2 separate regions of the Sus scrofa genome follow, and region 1 is linked to region 2. The links are chromatin contacts, called in public promoter capture Hi-C maps. All regions are on one chromosome and are shown on one strand. Each heading gives the region's core, a stretch centred on a gene start, on an enhancer-like site or on the middle of the called end of the contact. The rest is flanking DNA. Distances are from core to core; before and after follow the strand shown.

What was found. Promoter capture Hi-C pulls out the DNA fragments that hold promoters and counts their contacts.
Region 1: a contact with region 2 is called in a promoter capture Hi-C map of fetal liver, with 2.3 times the contacts expected there. The contact joins the promoter of DEDD2 here to the promoter of LIPE in region 2. A contact is called at or near these places in 1 of 5 promoter capture datasets (fetal liver) and 1 of 47 Hi-C or Micro-C datasets (epiblast stem cells).

Annotation. Positions count from the first base shown.
Region 1 is chr6:49,709,464-49,712,438 of Sscrofa11.1, forward strand. It overlaps DEDD2 (DNA-binding death effector domain-containing protein 2), which reads left to right and starts at 1,485. Exons shown (of 6, transcript XM_013988629.2): 1 at 1,485-1,628; 2 at 2,085-2,587. The coding sequence starts at 2,260.
Region 2 is chr6:49,547,711-49,550,864 of Sscrofa11.1, forward strand. LIPE (lipase E, hormone sensitive type) reads left to right here and starts at 1,678. Exons shown (of 10, transcript NM_214315.2): 1 at 1,678-1,725; 2 at 3,067-3,154. The coding sequence starts at 3,087. The region is part of intron 1 of ATP5SL (ATP synthase subunit s-like protein); the gene reads right to left.

The DNA of each region.
Region 1 (2,975 bases), core at 235-2,734, 160 kb after region 2:
CATATTCACCTCAAAGACGGGTGAAGGGACTGGATGAAATCAAACAGGTAAAAGCACTCAGCATAGGGCCTCCTACACTGTGAATGCTCACTGTAACCACCTAACGTGGACATGGTCCTTCCTAGTTTGTAAAATTGCTTTCCCTTTCCTCTCTCTTGTCAGTTGATTCAATGATATTCAGTTACTAGGGGCCAACTGTGTGTCCAGCCCAAGGCTGAGTTTCAGTAGATGACAGCTGCCACTGGAGAGAGAGGAAGGGACTCTTTAGAGGTCACTGCTGCAGCCCAAGCAGAGCTAGTGCTGAGCTTATGCCAGGTAGAACCCAGCCCTCCCACCTCTCAAGGGGGTGATAATTCCGGGGGTGGGGAACCAGTTGGGGAAGGAGATCTGTTTCAAGGCGTGCCAGCCCTAACTTTGAGTCACATAAGTGGGGGAGGCAGGGCGTGCCATGTGCGCTCAGTCACCAACTTTTTTTTTTTTTTTTTTGGTCTTTTTTGCCACTTCTTGGGTCACTCCTGGGGCATATGGAGGTTCCAAGGCTAGGAGTCGAATCGGAGCTGTAGCCGCTGGCCTACGCCAGAGCTACAGCAACGCGGGATCCGAGCTGCGTCTGCGACCAACACCACAGCTCAGGGCAACGCGGGATCCTTAACCCACTCATCAAGGGCAGAGATCGAACCTGCAACCTCATGGTTCCTAGTCGGATTCGTTAACCACTGAGCCACGATGGGAACTCCAGTCACCAGCTCTTTTGATAGAGACCTCTCTTGCCAGAGTAAAACTCATAGGTGCAGGTTAGAGAGGAGGTATTGGGAATCCCTGTGACCTTGGAGGGTAGAGATTGGAAAAGGTTATAGGAGGGGAGTTTGAGTTGCTGGGAGAGGGCGTGTCTGACTAATGGAATCGTGATGGATGCCATGGGAAGGTGCAGAATGGAGATGGAGGACCCAATTGCAATCAGGAATGAGGTATTTGTTCCTAACATGAGATGCGGGAGTCCTGGTCTTGATCAGGGAAGGAACTTATAGATGGGGGATTTCTGTTGGATGAGGGGAGATTCCGGTTGGGATGGTGAGGTGGCCCAGATGAGATGTAGGTTGTCAACGGAAGTAAGAAGCAGTCTAATAGAGGAGAGTCCAAGTCCCTATCATAAAAGGTCTAGGTGCTACTCTGGAGTCAGGACGGTCGTGATTGTGGTCCTTCGCCATGGGCATCAGGAGCAGTGGTAAAGTAGGAGCCTAGGTCATGATTAGGAGGGAGCTGTAGCCCGTGACATTAGTAGTTTCAACAGGTCGTGACACGGGGGAACAAAGAATCCGTGGCTTATGCCGCGGGCAGAAGCAATCCTGCAAAGGGGTCCCAGAAGCAGCTCAGACGCTGAACAGCTCTCGGTCTGCGCAGGCGCAGCAGAGGCGGTGCAAACGCTCCAGTTGGGGAAGCAGTCCCGGGGGGAGGGGCTTGGAAGCCTCACTGCGCATGCGCCTAGGGGGCGTGTCGGTCGCACCTGCGCGAGTTGGGGGAAGGAGGAGGGGCGAGGTGACGCAGGCGTAATAATAGAGAAGGTGCCAGAAAGATCCAAAACAAGTGGCTGTGGCCATCGCCCAGGAGTCTTCAGACGCCGGAATTCGGTGAGGATCTAGAGAGATCTAAGAGCGACTGGTGGCGGTAGACTGGACCAACCTGGGTGCTGGGGAGAGGGCGGTACCGCCCTTACGGGGCTCTGGGCTCGGGTTCCGACTGCGCTACCCGTGTGGAGCGAAGGACTGCTTTGGTCCGGGCAGAGGGTCACTTTTGGACGGCACCACTTAGGTGGAGCTGTGGGGCTGATCGGACTGTACCACTGGACAGAGTCAAGGGGCATGTCCGGACATTGGTACTCAAAGTCAAAGGGCAGTCGGAAAGGTGCCGTGCGTTGGGTCCCCAGGCTTGTTTCGAATGAATCTCTTGGGTCCGGAGGCTTGTTTGGAACATACCACCCGGGGAGGGGCGTTCGGGCTTGGCCAGCCGGAGTGGTTGGAGGACTAGTGGGGTCTGGCGTCTCGACCTGTTACTAGGGGACCTCGGGCGATACCATTCTCTTGTAGGAAAAGGGGGAGGCTAACACGGCTGGGACTTGAGGGTGGCCCTGCCCGGCGGCACGCAGCAGGAGAGACGCACCGGCGGCAGTGAGGTCCAGGCCCCCGCGTAGCTGACCACAGACCCCGCTGTGTGGGTTCTAGGCCCTCGTTCCGAGCTGGTTCCGCCTCCTCTCCCCCGGGTATGGCGCTGTCCGGGTCGACCCCGGCCCCGAGTTGGGAGGAGGATGAGTGCCTGGACTACTACGGGATGCTGTCGCTTCACCGCATGTTCGAGGTGGTGGGCGGGCAACTGACTGAGTGCGAGCTGGAGCTGCTAGCCTTCCTGCTGGACGAGGTCCCAGGCGCCGCCGGCGGCCTAGCCCGCGCCCGCAGCGGCCTGGAGCTGCTGCTGGAGCTGGAGCGCCGCGGGCAGTGCGACGAGAGCAACCTGCGGCTGCTGGGGCAACTCCTGCGCGTGCTGGCCCGCCACGACTTGCTGCCGCACCTGGCGCGCAAGCGGCGCCGGCCAGGTATGGTTGACTGGGCGGGTGACACACTTCCGGTGGGGAGAGGGCCTTGCTGCCAGATGTGGGGAGTGCCATATCGGACAATGTACATCCCATCTCACGCTTTCCTCCCCCTTGGGTATCAAAGAGAAACATAAGCGGGAGGAGGCATGGCATTGGGAGGGGTGAGCTTGTGGAGTTTGGCCGCATCAATATCAGTGTTTGTGGCCACTGTTCACGGAAGGTTTATTTCATGCCAGGCACAGCGGTCAGCCCTTCTTATATATGTACTGTTACCTTATATCCTATTGGTAATCCTAAGAGGAAGTCCTGTCACTGTTCCCACTGTATAGGGAAAACGGGTTCAGAAGAGTTAAGCAGCTTGCCTACATAAAATAATTAAATTCTGTGC
Region 2 (3,154 bases), core at 428-2,927:
AGAGCCACAAAGAAAACCCAGAATAGAAATGCCACCATAGGAGCTCATTTTCAAAGATCATTTCTGGCAGCAGGGCCACGTAGTTTCCAGATGAGGAAACCAAGCTCATGGAGGATCACCCGGCCAGTGGCTTAGACGAGTGTTCTGTGGTCACAGCCACCAAGCTTAGAGCTGCTTCCAGAGGCCTCTGTATGTCCATCTGTCTGCCCTGGGGAGGGGTGGTCTTCTCCAAGGTCTCCGTGCAGCCCACCTGCCCTCACTCTGACTCTTCACTTTCCTTCCTTCAAGTATTTGCTGGGTTATGTACTAGGTCCCATGATGGACCCTGGAGCCACCCACACCCCAGTGGGGATGACATTCGAGGCAGAGGGACAGAGGAGGAGTCCTCTACAGTCAAGCAAATGATACTGAGGCCTCAGGGCCTCTCATATACACAGGTCCCTTCCAAGGCCCTGTACCTGATTTTGTACTCGTGATTTCCTATTCTTTCTCTTTCTATTGCTTGTTTATATATTTACTTACTTATTTGGGGGCCACATCCACAGCATACGGAGATTCCCAGGCTAGGGGTCAAATCGGAGCTGTAGCCTATGCCACAGCCACAGCAGCGCAGGACCTGAGCCGCATCTGCAGCCTACACCAGCTCACGGCAACATCAGATCCTTAACCCACCAAGCAAGACCAGGAATCGAACCTGCGTCCTCATGGATACGAGACAGATTCGTTTCCACTGAGCCACAATGGGAACTCCCTCTGTTGTTTTTCCTAAAGAGCCCCACCTCCACTTGTAAAAGCTTCCCAGGTTCAGCTCCTGGGGGAGACAAACTAGCATGTAAACAAATAAATGGAAAATTGAAAATGTATCAAATTCTAGGAAGAACAACAACTTAAATATGATGGCAGGAAGCGGGGGGGTGCATGTTCGATGGGCAGGAGGGCTTAGGGAGTGCCTCCTGGAGGAGGTGACAGGCTGAGGCCTGAAGGGTGGGAAAGAGCTGGCCAGGCAAGGAGCCCATAGGATAGTGAAGGAAAAGGGTCTCTGAGCTTTAGTTTCCCATATGTGAGGTGGGGACGACAGTCACAGCACGCTGGGCTCTGAGGGTGAGTGGCAGGTACAGGGTGCCTGGTGCGGGAACACCACACAGTAGGACCTGTGCTCAGGCCCCTCACTGAGCTTGGCACTGCCCTTCATTGGCTTTTGTCCTCCGAACAGGCTGGCTCCCCTCTCTCTCCCCACCAGCTGGGGCTGGCTGTGCCACAGCCTGGCAGAGCTGAGACCATGGCTCTCGCTCCCTGAATCTACCCTGAGGAAGAGGACAGCCAGGCTGGGCAAGAGGGCACACTTTGTTCACTTTGTTCAGGTCTAGAGTGAGACTTCTGGGTACAAGGGAGGAGGGGAAAGGGGACCTGGATGCTTCAGTTTCTAACTGTTGACGGGACTAGGAGTCTGGACTCCTGGAACCAAGGGAGGCCAAAACTCCAGGGTTCTAAGGCAGAAGAGGTTGGGACAGTGACCAGGAGCGGGCGGAGGGGGCAGTGAGTTCCGCTCCAGGCTCTGTTTACATCACGGAGGCTGCCCCTGTCCTTTCTGGATGAGTAGGTGGAGCAAGTGGCCACACCCTGGGCAGGCTGGCCCCTCCCCGGGATTATCACCCCAGGCTGCAACTGGCACTAGCCATAGTCGGCAGTCCCAGCCCTGGGGAGCTCTGAAGAGGCCCGGCAGGGGTGAGTTCACAGCCAGCTGACAGACAGGAATGGCCACTGCCAAACCCAAGGGCTTGGAAGGGAGAAGAACCAAACGCCTTTTACTGAAGGATCAGGGGAGCCAGGCAAGGTGCTGGATGGGTTTCAGGAGGGAAGAGGTTCTGAAGTAGAAGGTAGCATCTGTCACCCAGGGGAACAGGAACAGCTTGTCTGGGATCCAGGTGACAGGGCAGAGATCCCGAAGAGCTCACTGGGGACCCTGGAGCGTGGGGGGCTGGGGGGTTTCAGGCCTGGTCCAGGGCAAGTTTTTGAGGCCCAGCCTTCAGAGCCCTGGGACAGGAGAGCTCCTGCTCTCCCAGTTTGAACGCGGCCTTCAACTCCATCCTTAACACCCCTGAGCCTCAGTTCCCTCTCTTGGGAGATGGGGATGCTCCTAACAATGGTCGAAACCTGAACTGAGATGGTCTGGGTCTCGGAAGGTCAGTGAGGACCAAACAGCAAACACACAGAATACACTAAGCACAGGGTCTGGAGGGAATGAGTTCCGGGCTAACAGCAGGAGGAATACTGTTCCAGGCAGGGAGCAGAGCTGGCCCATGCAAGCTAAGCCAGGTGGACAGGCCTGAAGGCCAGGGGCTCAGCTGGGGGAAGGAGTGGGACCAAGATTTGGGGACCCCAAAGGAACAGGGAGGGGTTTGGAAAGGATTCCACAGCCAGACTGGACATATCAGTCATAGGTAAGACTGGAATTATGAACTCCTGGGTTCAGGAAGAGAATTGGGTTGGGACCAGGGTCCTGGGACACCAGCAGGTGGATGGGAATGGGTGGGTTGAGGGCCAGACTCTCCCAAATATTGCAGAGGGCAAGGGCCTGTGGGCAACTCCTGGTCCTAAGAGAAGGGACTAACTTTGGGTCCAGATTGCTCAGAACGTAGAAGGAGTCCTGGGCCCCAGGGGAGTAAATGGAGACAGATACCTGAACTTGGGTCCCTGGAAGGATGAAAGAGGGCTACACAGACTCCTGTGCTGTAGAACAGATGCTGGAGCTACAGAACCATTAAGTTTCCCAAATAAGAGAATGGAAACTCCTGGGGCCTGGACTCTTGGGTCTGAGGAAGGAGAGGGCTGAGGGATCAAACTCAACTCTTGAGGAAGAGAGGGCCTGGGTACCTGGACCCATGATTCCCAAGGGAAGAGGGGCTGAAGCCCTAAATTCCACCCTTGGGTCTGATGGAGGAGGCTGGGGTCTGACGCATGGGCCTGTGGGAGGAGGGGATAGAGCCTGGACTCCTGGAACCCAGGGCCCAGCTGAGCAAGGGGTCACCCAGCCCTGCCTTAATGTGCCTCCTGACCTGCCCGCAGCCTCACGGCTCACGCACAGCATGGACCTGCGCACAATGACACAGTCACTGGTGACCCTGGCGGAGGACAACATGGCCTTCTTCTCTGG